Regions from separate parts of the Mus musculus genome. Here all the other regions are linked to region 1. A link is a contact called in public HiChIP or PLAC-seq and promoter capture Hi-C data. All regions are on one chromosome and are shown on one strand. The core of a region is the stretch at or near the end of the contact, and the rest is flanking DNA. Distances in the headings are between cores, read along the strand shown. Region 1 overlaps Eri3 (exoribonuclease 3). Region 2 overlaps Rnf220 (ring finger protein 220). Region 3 holds the start of Klf17 (Kruppel-like factor 17).

Region 1 (3,618 bases), core at 820-3,319:
AAGTACAAGTGCACTTATAGGCCAGAGGCTGCAAATCCCCCAGAACTTAGTGACAGCGGCTGTGAGCCACCTGATGGGTGTGAGTAATGAGAACTGAACTCAGGGTTTCTTCGAGAGCCATCTCCCCAGCTCCATTTAAAACAATTGTTTGTTTTGTTTTTAGGAATCTTTCTAGAGTCTTCTGCCATAAGCTCCTCTTTGCATTTCAGCGGTTCAGAGAACTAGGTCCTGTGCAGTCAGGTTGTTACAGTTCCTGATGCTTCTGAGGAAAGACTCCAGGATATGGCCATGTTGTGTATATGTGACTCCTGTGAGTCCCTCTTGAGTTTTGAGGACTAGGCCTGGCTGACAGGCCGATCTCACGTGCTCTGAGCCTTGGGTTTAGGCATCTTGGAGGTTTCTTTCTTTCTTTTTCTTTTTTGCTCCCATGGGAGCTGAGACAAGTCTCAGTGAGGTGAATTTGGTCCTTAGCTCTGTGTCCCTAGAGTGAAGGAAGCACTAGCAGGAGAGTCTGAATGCAGAGTGAGCTTCAGTGGGAGACTCAAGGCTGGGTTTTCAGAGCCTGCTGAGGAAGCTGGTACAGCTCTGGTCAGAGCAGGAGCTGAAGCACGTTCTGTTTTATAATACTAATGAAATTCCAGATTTGTAATAGCATCTCACATATCTAAAACAAACCGTGTGCTTGTAAAAAAGTAGAAAGAGATCAACTTTAAGCCATACATTCTTGGTAATAGAGGTTTTCCCCTATTTATGTTTGATAGATATTTTTGTTTCCAGAGGAATGTCAACTCCTAATTTCATAATGTATCACAGGCTTAAGAAAATTGAATTTAATAAAAGCCAAAGATGAATGGCATCCTTAAAGGTCCCAACACTTGTCTTTATTAGCAGGACAAACTGCAGGTCTCCAAACACTGTTTCTTTCCAAATGAAAGTTTAAATGAAAAGTACAGTTGTGTCACAGGTTAAATCTCATTTCGGGCCCAGCTAACGTTGTTAGTGAGGAGCTGCTGTATTTGTTTCCTTGGACACCAGGGCAGCCAAACTCACCAGGCTGTACAGCGCTTTCTATGGTGGGGGTGTGGTGGGGTGGGGTGGGGTGGGGTGGGGCAGGGCGGGGCGTGTTTCTCCTATTTAGTAGGAGAGGGAGGATTTACTACAAACTGGGGTTATGGTGGGGGTGGGGTCTAACTCATGCACCACAGCTCTTGGGAATTGTGGATATGTGAGTTTTTAGGAACAGTGTGTATGGTATATGTGTGTGTGAATGAATGCTCAACTTAGTTGTCCAAAGCAAAACTCCCCTCTGCTTGGGCTCCTTTATAGTGCTTTATGGGAACAAAGGCTTACCAGTTGGAGGACGAGGCCTTCACTCCACTGGGAGAAGAGGTGTCTATCAGGAGCCTAGGGAGCAGTCTGAGCCTTCCTGCCCTTAACCTTGCAGCCGTTTTGCCCTTCCTGTGTCTGGTAATAAGTTCTCTTCAGCTTCTTCATCTCTGGGGATCAGCTCAGGGGGACCAGGTAGGCTCCGGTCAGCTAATGAGTCTGGTCGAATGACGCTTTCACAGGGGTCACGTATCAGTACCTTGCTTATCAGATATTTACATTATGATCCATACAGTAGCAAAATTACAATTACTAAGTAGCAACAAAAATAATTTTCTGGTTGGGAGGGTCACCACAACCTTTAGCTGTATTAAAGGGTCACAGCATTAGGAAGATTGAAAACCACTGGCCTAGGGCTACCAGGCAACCAGAGCCTTTAAATTTCTCTGATATGAAATCTAACTGCATTGATTTGTTTCTCAGTCTTACTGTTAGGCTTTGGGTTGAAATAAATACTTAAAAAAACAAGTCCATAATATTAGTGGATGTGTTTCCAAAGGATGGTAGTTGTCTTCCTTGGGACATAGAGACAATTGACAACTTTCTGTTTTCCTGCCCACTGGTTTGCTGAGTGTGGTCAGAAGTGGTCAGCAGTGGTGGTTTTTCTATTGCTCTTCCAGACTGTCTCTGCCTTGGCTTTGATGATTCTAGGAGGATCTTCTGTAGAGTGAGGGTTCTGGGGTAGGCACGCCCCGAAGAGGATTGTTGGGGCCCTGTGTGGGCAGAGCTCCCTTTTGTCTCTGCAGTGTAGGCTTTTTTCACATGCTAATTTTACTTGGAAGATTTTGCTTTTATTTATTTTTTTATTATTTCCTATTTGTCTCTTCCAGATGTTTTCAGGGCAGTTTTTTGTGTGTGTGGGTGTTGTAAACTAATTCCATTCATGTTTTAAAAATTTATGAAAGCGCTAATAAAAATGTCAAAGTGGTAAAAATGTTAGCTTTTCCTCTGCTTTGATTAAATTTTGCAAACTGTTTTTGAATATTAAAAAGCAATATATTTTTTTATTCTCTCCCCTTGGTTTCCCTCTTCTCTCTGCTGCGCGTGCTCTCTCCTGCCCTCTCCCCCCTCTGGTGCATCCCTCCCTCTCCAGGAACGATGTATGAGGCGTGCTGCACAGCCAGCGTTCTGCAAGCCTGTTTGCACACCAGGACCTTGGTGCTGTGCATCTCTATTAAATAACGGAGACAAATTAATCTTAGAGACACCAAACAAATTGTCACTCCTCCTCCTCCTCTTCCATTACCTTCCAGCAGACTGGGAAGGGCTGGCTAAGCGGTTGGGCGGGTAGGGGCAGGCAAAGGGGAGTGTGCAGTGCTTGAGAGGAAAGGTGGGAGGCACTAGCCACTATTAACTTGTGTTCCGTGTTCTTGTCTCTCAGGTCCCCTTTGGCTTTATTTGGGGAGTTTGTTTGTTTGTCACCTTTTTTTTCCTCACAAAAACTAATGAAGATCCCCTGCCCCCCCACCCCTGCCTCCGCACCATCCCATCCCACCACGGGCAGTGTTTAAGATTCATACAAGGAAGTCTGTGCTGAGTGATGGCTGCTTGCTTACCTGGAGATTCAGACATTTCAGGACAACAGCCTGGGCGAGAAAGAGATGGAAGGCCTTTCTTTGTCTTAGAGGATCATCCGAATGGGCCTCTGTGAGGGAAACAGACAGAGTGTACCACTGTCTTCCTTCCCTAAAACGACGAGAAGGCTTTAGCAGTGTGAGCAGTGGGATTATAAATGTTGACATCACCTCTTCTAGCCTTGGGTTTGAGCCGGCAGAAGGAACGAGCCACAAACACTCATTCTTTCTTGGCTTTGCATAGTTATTTGAAATGGTTGATCAAAATAACTTACCTTCTCTTCTGTCTCTTTGGCATTCTAGGAAATCATTGAGTTCCCCATCCTGAAGTTAAATGGCCGGACCATGGAAATCGAGTCTACCTTTCACATGTATGTCCAGCCTGTAGTCCACCCACAGCTTACCCCCTTCTGTACAGAGGTAAGGGCTGCTGGGAGAGGAGCTTTGGGATTGTTGGTTTATGCAGGCCATGTAGGGAAAGCTAGGTCTAATCGATGGTTAAGGCAAGAGCCCAGCAATGGCTTTTCACTTGACTTTAATCTGTGACTGCTTGAATATCTGTTCCCAGGGACAGCAGTGATACAGTTTGCCCCAGACTCCCCAACATTTCCCTTTCCTTCTTGTTCTCAGTATTCCTGGCAACTGGACACATGGAGTC
Region 2 (3,618 bases), core at 661-3,160, 240 kb before region 1:
TTGAGTTAAGTCGGGAATATAAATCTAGAAGCTGAGTCTATAGAGAATGGATATGTGGGTGCTGATGGTAGGTGGAAAGCTAGGAACAGGTATGTGGTGCCTAGCACTGTGAACATGACACCTACGATGTCACCCTTTGCATATCTGTGAGAGATTGTCTAGACCAGTAGTTCTCAATCTTCGTAACCCTGCAACCCTTTACTAGGTGGTGACCCCCAGCCATTAAATTATTTTTATTGCTACTTCATAACAGCAATTTTGCTAGTTATAAATCAGATTGTAAATATCTGTGTTTTCCAATGGTCTTAGGCAACACCTGCAAAAGGGTCATTTGACCCCCAAAAGGTTGCGACCCACAGGTTGAGAGCCACTGGGCTAGATTAAGCTTAGCCTCTGAGAATGCCTGTGAATCATTGTCTAGATTAAATTTACTAATTCTCAAGAAGACTGCCATTAATTATGGGTGACTTGTTATCTGAGCAGAGGATCCTGGACTGTGTAACGCAGCCGGTAAGCTAAGTACAAGTGCGTGCATATTCATTCATTCAGTGCTGTTTGCTCTCCACTGTGAATGGAACTCTCAAACTTGAGTCACTTGACTTCCGGGTCACAATGAACTACAGAACCCAGAACTGTAAGCCAAACGAACCTCTTCTCTTTTGTTGCTTCTGCCAGGGTATTTTACTACAACAGAAACACAACTAAACAGCAGACCGTAGTTTGGAGATGAAAACCCCGAGGACACTGGAAGCTTGCATTTGGCCCAAGACCCAGGATTACTAGGCTGCGAAGCCTGAGACTGAGGTTCCAAGTGGGACTTGGGGACCAAGATTATTACAAGGTTAGAATGGCCAGGATGGCCTTGCCTTACAGAGTGGAGATGTCTAAGGTAACATTGTCAACAGCCTTGGCCACTTGACCCTCAGTGTCACCTGCTCTATGAAGTCCTTGGGCTACTGTCTGCATCAACACAGCAACTTGGCAAACGCCCAACTCTTTGCCCTCCAGTCAGCTCCTGGAGCCCACCTTCACGTACCAGCAGTCCCCACTTAAGCCTATGAGGAAGGGGTGGGAAGATCTGTCAGACTTTAGCCCTTCTGGTTTAACAAAGCTAGAGAGTGGGGGGCCCGCCCCATGGCCGGTACACCATCGGTCCAGTGCGGCTGAAATAACAAGTCCGAGAATCAAAATCTGGCCATCCTTTCTTGTTTACTCAGCTTTTACCCCCCTTTTTCTTTGGACAATGCCCCGCTGAGCTGGGGATGTCCTGCTGGGTTGTGCTGGGGCTCCCCTGCCAAGACGGAGCCCAGCTGCTCAGCTGTTTACAAGGCAAATCCGGTTTACACTGAGGCCCATCCTGCCTGGCTCGGCTGAGGAGCTCTGGTTAGAGCCAGCCTAGTAGTAGCCAGTCCTAGTTCAGAGTTACCCCAAGCTTAACTTGGGTGGGGAAGCAATAGTACGGGGAAGGTGGGGCGGGCGGAGGGTGGGGGGAGGATCTCCCCTGCCAAAGGCAGGGAAGATGAGGAGGCAGGATGAGGAGCTGCTGGTAGGCACCCCTAAAAAAGAACAGCTTGAGTTCCATGGCTTCCATATCCTCTCCTTCAAGCAGTGAACTTGGAACAACAAAGATGGCAGCCTTTCTCCACCTCTGTCTTCCCTATAGCTACGACCTGGGAACTAATAATCTGCCTTCCCTGCATTCTCTCAACGCCACTGTAAAGATCAAAAGAGACAATGTCCACGGAAGACATGTGCTACTGTTATTAAATGGTCTATGGTGATCCACCCCAGGGAAACAGTGCGTGTCCACACACAGACTGGCTATTGACCAGGATAAGGACCTTGTCCCAGTTAACTTGGTAGCTCTAGCAGTCAACATGGGGCACAATTATCTCATTTATTAAACAAATATTTCCCAAGCGGGCAGGTTGCTGAGAGGGCAGGTAATCAAAACACAGAGACAGCCACGGTCCCAGGGGTGGCTCCCACCAGAGGCTACGCAAGTATAAAGCAGGCACCTCACTTGGTTCAGGGAAGGGAAGGTTCGTCACAGTGACTTCGAAGATACAGTAGACTGCTGTGTTTACATAGTGTAAGAAGGAGAACAGGCAGAATCGCAGAATTACAGAACCCCTAAGGCAGGCAGGCAGAGTGGGGTGCCCTCTCTGTCCAGTCCTCACAAAACAGGAGAACAAATGAGGCCCTGCGATCACCAAGGAAGTAAGCAATGAACACCAAGCAAGTAAACTCTTTACTGAGCTAAGTAAATAATCTCTCTCTCTCTCTCTCTCTCTCTCTCTCTCTCTCTCTCCTTTCACTCCTTCATTTCTTCCTCCCTTTTCCCACTTCGTTTCAGCTGGCTTTGAACTCATGACCCTTCTGCCTCGGCCTCTTAGGTATATGATTATAGGTGTGTGCCACCGGAGTCTTCCTAAACAGGAGCACGGATGGGTGTGGTGTGCTTGTGGGCTGCAAGGCACACATCTCAAGTGTAAGCAAATGGAAGCCGGGAAGCACAATCTGGGGAGTGGGCAGGGGCCAGGCAAGTGAAGTGAAGCCAGGCAAAGCAGGGTGGTAAGCCTGCAGGTGGAAAGCAGGAGGTCTGTGGAGGAGAGCATGCGTGCCACAGCTCTTCACAGTCACATGGAGAGTGCGACTGGGCAGAGAGCAACTCAGGAGACACAGAGAGGTGATTCAACAGAGAGCAAGGGTTACGGGATGAAGGGCTTATGAGGCCCAGTTCTGCCTTAAGCGGAACACATCCTCTGGGAATCTATGTTCCATCATCTCTATTCTGTTGACTTTAAACTTTCTGTCTGTACCTTTTGCTCCCTGAGACTGTCAGACACTGCTAATGGATGACAATCCCGTGGCTCCAATTATCCGAGATGAACTCTTCTGGCCTCCTCCCAGACTTGCTTCTGATCCTGGATTGCACGATTTCCAAAATACCCAACCTTTAGTCTCCTTCAGTGGGTTCTGGTCACTTCTTTTTCCTGACCTGGTGTCTCCACTGACTGACTCCAAGCAGTTGCTTTGCTTAGGCACCACCTTGGTTGTCTTGATCCTGCCTGCCACCTCCCTTTTTCCTTCTTTCCATTTTTTCCTTCCTTCCTTTTTCCTTCCTTCCCTTTTTCCTTTTCTTTCTTTCTTTGTTCCTTATAATTTATGTATTTTTATTTTATGTGCATTGGTGTTTGGCCTGCATATATGCCTGTGTAAGGGTGTCAGATCCCCTGGAACTGGAGTTACAGACAATTGTGAGCTGCTTTGCTGGGAATTGAACACAGATCTCTGGAAGGGCAGCCAGTGCTCTTAACCACCGAGCCATCTCTCCAGCCCCCACCTCCCTTTTCATGTCACAGGACTCCACTTATAAGACCTAGGCAAATCTGACAACACAGCTTGCCTCCTTCCAAGCCTTCAAGAGCTTCCACAGTTCTCCACATGAGGAAGATGAAGTCTGAACTCCTTGTACCCGACTCGTGGGATTGTAGTAAGGAATAAGAGACAACGCACATGTAGCACTTGGACTGTGGGCTGGGGCATTTAGGCTTTCAATTAACAACACTCACCGCGGTATGTTATTATATGATTTACAACACGTTGCCATTATAC
Region 3 (3,618 bases), core at 828-3,327, 180 kb after region 1:
GAAGAAAATAGTTACAGAATATATACAAAAGAAATTGTTACTAATTTTAACAGTACAGAATTAGTATTTTGGCAAGCTGGGTACGGTGATACATGGCAAGCAGATCTGTGTGTGAGTTAAGGGGCAGCCTGGTTTTCATAGTAAATTCCAGACCAGTAAAGGGCTAGAGATTCTAAAAAAAATTTTTTTGCTATGGAGGCACATTTGTAAACTTTAGAGGGGAACACGGACATGAAACTTACCCTTAGTTAAGGACTTAGTGGTATTTTTTAAAGTTGCTGAAGTAAGGAGAGTCATTTGTATAAATTGTACTGGTAAATTATTCATGATTTACTAAATAAACCCAAAACCTACAGGCATCTAGGAAAACTCAGTGGGTTCCTAAAAATATAAGGAACAAGCCATGAGCATTTAAACCCAGTGTGCATGAGAGCAGGAATCGGAGGTGGTATGAGGGGCATATGGGATGAATGTGCTCAATATGCATCATACATGTGTAAAACACGCCATTGCACGGCGAACAGCCAAGATAGATCAGAGTAGACTTGTGCCTGACTTGGAGTAAGACTTTCGGGGAGGCCGGGTGTCAGGGTGCAGGCGTTTAGTCTCAGCACTCATGAGGCAGAGCCGCATGTGTTCTGTGAGTTAAGAGGCTAGCCTAGTCTACATAATGAATTCCAGGATAGCCAGCCTTTGTAGAGACTGTCTTAACAAAGTTTTTGGAGGATTACTTCCAGGGCTCCTGGCCTCTTCCCACCAGGAGTGGCCCTCTATTTCCCAAATACTTCCCACCAGTCCTCGTTCCGGTTCCAAAATAACTCCCCATGTTTAGATTCTCCTTCTGCATGTTAGGGCTCACTATTTAAACCCTCACCTGGATTGTCACAATAGCTTTCTAGCCTTCAAGTGAGCCTCCCTATTTAAGAGCACATTTGGAGACGGGGTTGGGTTAGAGGCTTTAATATTTGTTATTAAAAACAGTTGTGGTGCCAGGCAGTGGTGGCACACGCCTTTAATCCCAGCACTTGGAAGGCAGAGGCAAGCCAGTCTCTGAGCTTGAGGCTAGTCTGGTCTACATAGCCCAGAACAAGAGGACTACCTAGAGACCTGGTCTCAAAATAAGAAAATAATTAAATTTAAAAAAATAGCATGGTGACTCACACTTTTAATCCCAACACTGGAAGCAGAGGCAGGTAGACCTGAGTTTGAGGCCAGCCTGGTCTACAGAGAAAGTTCCAAGACAGCAAGGGCTACAAAGAAAAAACATCTTTCAACCTCCCCCCTACCCGGACTCCCCAAAACTACCAGTGGAGTCTGGCAAAGGATTCAAATAAATAAATTTCCTCCTCAACGGCAGTACACAAATCTGTCCCTACAATCGCTCTCAGATCCCTGGTCTACCGAGAGTTCTAGGGCAGCCAGGGCTACACAGAGACACGACAGGGTTTCTCTGTGTAGCCCTGGCTGTCCTGGAACTCACTCTGTGGACCAGGCTGGCCTCGAACTCAGAAATCCGCCTGCCTCTGTCTCCCAAGTGCTGGGATTAAAGGCGTGCGCCACCACTGCCCAGCAACACCATCTTTAAACTCCCCTCCTCCTCCCGAAAAAGAAAAAAAAAAAAAAAGTAACCCAAGAACTATTAGTTGAGTTTGGCAAAGGGCTCCAATTAGTAAATTTTCCCTCCCCACCCCTCACATGGTGGTATACAGACTCCTCTCTATAAAGTTCAGGTGAGTCCTTCCCCCCCAACACAGACTCTAACGCTTGCTTTAAAACATACTTGACTAAACAAGCCTCCCTTGGGCTGTGCCCTCTCTCCCTCCCCCCCCCCCCCCACCGCCAGCCTCACCCCATCCACACCCTCCATTCTTCACCAACACCTGCGCCACCCTAGGGTGGACCAAAGACTCACCATGGGAGGCTGGTGCATAGCCTGTTCCTTATTGTCCTGCTCCATGCCGGCTGAGACCCAAGTTGAGAACAAACGGGAGGCTGCCCGGCCCTTACACCGTCACAGGCGTGGGTCCCAACACTACTACGCCATAATCCCACAATGGCTGCGTGGAGTTTTTATTTGCCTCTGAGCACTGGGCGGAGTCAAGGCCACACCCACCCACCCAGTCCCCTCCCAACTCAGCATCCATGCAATCCCAGAACTCTGTAGGCCTTATGCCTGCAGGGTCCGGGAAACCACTGAACGTTAGCACTTTTCCCCCCAGTTTTTATTGGTTATTATTTTATTTTTTGACATTTCAAATGTTATTCCCCCTTCCCAGTTTCCCCTCCACAAACCCCCTATCCCCTACCCCACTCCGCCCTTCTCTACCTAGACCCTCTAACCTACAGTTTTGAGCAACTGCTTGACAGAAAGGAGTGTTGGGGAAACCGCGATCTGAGACTTCAGTCAAGCCAGTCTCTCTGATCTCAGTGGAGAAACAGAAGAAAGGCTTGATAACACAGGAAGGGTGCACAGCCTCTGTAGACAAAAGAGACACCATAATCCCTCCAGACCAACACAGTAGGTTTTCATAGGGCTAAGGAGGAGCGCCTCTGTCCTTCCTCCATGCAAAGTGACGCCCAGATGCCCACACCGTACAATTTAGGCATCCCACAGTATTAACCATACCCGGTGTGGGGGCGCTGATTCTCTGTAACTCCAGTTCTAGGAAATTGAACACCCTCCTCTGATTGCCTTGGGTACCATGCAGGTGAACATGCATGCCTGTAGGCAAAGCACTCACACTATAAAAATAAATGTTAAAAAAAAATGATTTATTTTGGAGAGAAATAAGGCAAGCAGACAGGTCTCTGAATTCAAGACCATCCCGATCTATATATTGAGTTCCTGAATGGGCAGACTCCATCTCAAATTTAAAATTAAGTTAGTAATATAATATACCTTTGAATCTGGGCATAGGTGGCACACATTTGTAATCCCAGGGTAAAGACAGTAGGATGCTGAGTACAGGAACAGTCTGGGCAGTGAGGACAGCAAGACTTGGTCCTGCAAAAACAACCAGCCAAAAAAACAAGCAAACCACTAGCAAAATAAAAGTGTGTGTGTGTGTGTGTGTGTGTGTGTGTGTGTGTGTGTGTGTGTGTGTATGAATGACTGTCCTTGGTCAGTGTGTGACATTTTTGTGTGTGGGGGGGGGGGTTGTTTTTGGTTTTGGTTTTGGTTTTTCGAGACAGGGTTTCTCTGTATAGCTCTGGCTGTCCTGGAACTCACTTTGTAGACCAGGCTAGCCTCGAACTCAGAAATCTGCCTGCCTCTGCCTCCCAAGTGCTGGGATTAAAGGCTTGCACCACCACGCCCAGCTCAGTGTATGACATTCTAAGATAACAGGTGATGAGCAGAAGTTAGTGCTTTACTGAGTTGATGGGGGAAGAGAACTGGGGGACAGAGAGGGGCACTTCCCTGAGTCCCTGGGCGGTGGCTGGTGGGTGCCCTTTCCGTTTGCAGAGAACACTTACAGAGAGTCACTCTGTAGGGATGGATTCATTATAGGCAGGATATTCTGAGGCATCTGATTGGGAAGCAAATCTGGATGGGATGAAGGTATCAGACTTGAAGCTGTGAGGATGAAGAGGAGAGGGCTCAGGTCACACACCTGGGCC

Evidence for each region. Promoter capture Hi-C pulls out the DNA fragments that hold promoters and counts their contacts. HiChIP or PLAC-seq counts read pairs in DNA pulled down with a chosen protein or histone mark.
Region 2: a contact with region 1 is called in an H3K27ac HiChIP or PLAC-seq map of embryonic stem cells, with 2.7 times the contacts expected there. The contact joins two enhancer-like sites. A contact is called at or near these places in 3 of 39 promoter capture datasets (the C10 cell line, cranial neural crest and second pharyngeal arch cranial neural crest), 1 of 484 Hi-C or Micro-C datasets (neural progenitor cells), 2 of 115 datasets of contacts at active chromatin or transcription factors (embryonic stem cells and trophoblast stem cells) and 2 of 9 other capture datasets (embryonic stem cells and liver).
Region 3: a promoter capture Hi-C map of embryonic stem cells shows a contact between it and region 1, with 2.6 times the contacts expected there. The contact joins the promoter of Klf17 here to the enhancer-like site in region 1. A contact is called at or near these places in 6 of 39 promoter capture datasets (embryonic stem cells, hematopoietic stem and progenitor cells, hippocampal neurons and 2 more), 1 of 484 Hi-C or Micro-C datasets (nephron progenitors), 1 of 115 datasets of contacts at active chromatin or transcription factors (embryonic stem cells) and 1 of 9 other capture datasets (pancreatic islet).

The regions. Positions count from the first base shown.
Region 1 is chr4:117,579,337-117,582,954 of GRCm38.p6, forward strand. It overlaps Eri3 (exoribonuclease 3), which reads left to right. Exons shown (of 9, transcript NM_080469.4): 4 at 3,264-3,380. Among named protein-coding and RNA genes, the nearest start is that of Eri3, 31 kb to the left of the region's middle. Within about 2 kb of position 2,070, at least 4 of the 459 cell types and tissues checked have an H3K27ac peak or open chromatin away from gene starts, as enhancers often do. A contact at or near this core is called in embryonic stem cells, where this site is marked.
Region 2 is chr4:117,341,666-117,345,283 of GRCm38.p6, forward strand. The region is part of intron 2 of Rnf220 (ring finger protein 220); the gene reads right to left. Among named protein-coding and RNA genes, the nearest start is that of Gm40231, 24 kb to the left of the region's middle. Within about 2 kb of position 1,911, at least 23 of the 459 cell types and tissues checked have an H3K27ac peak or open chromatin away from gene starts, as enhancers often do. A contact at or near this core is called in embryonic stem cells, where this site is marked.
Region 3 is chr4:117,763,589-117,767,206 of GRCm38.p6, forward strand. It overlaps Klf17 (Kruppel-like factor 17), which reads right to left and starts at 2,078. Exons shown (of 3, transcript NM_029416.2): 1 at 1,913-2,078. The coding sequence starts at 1,957.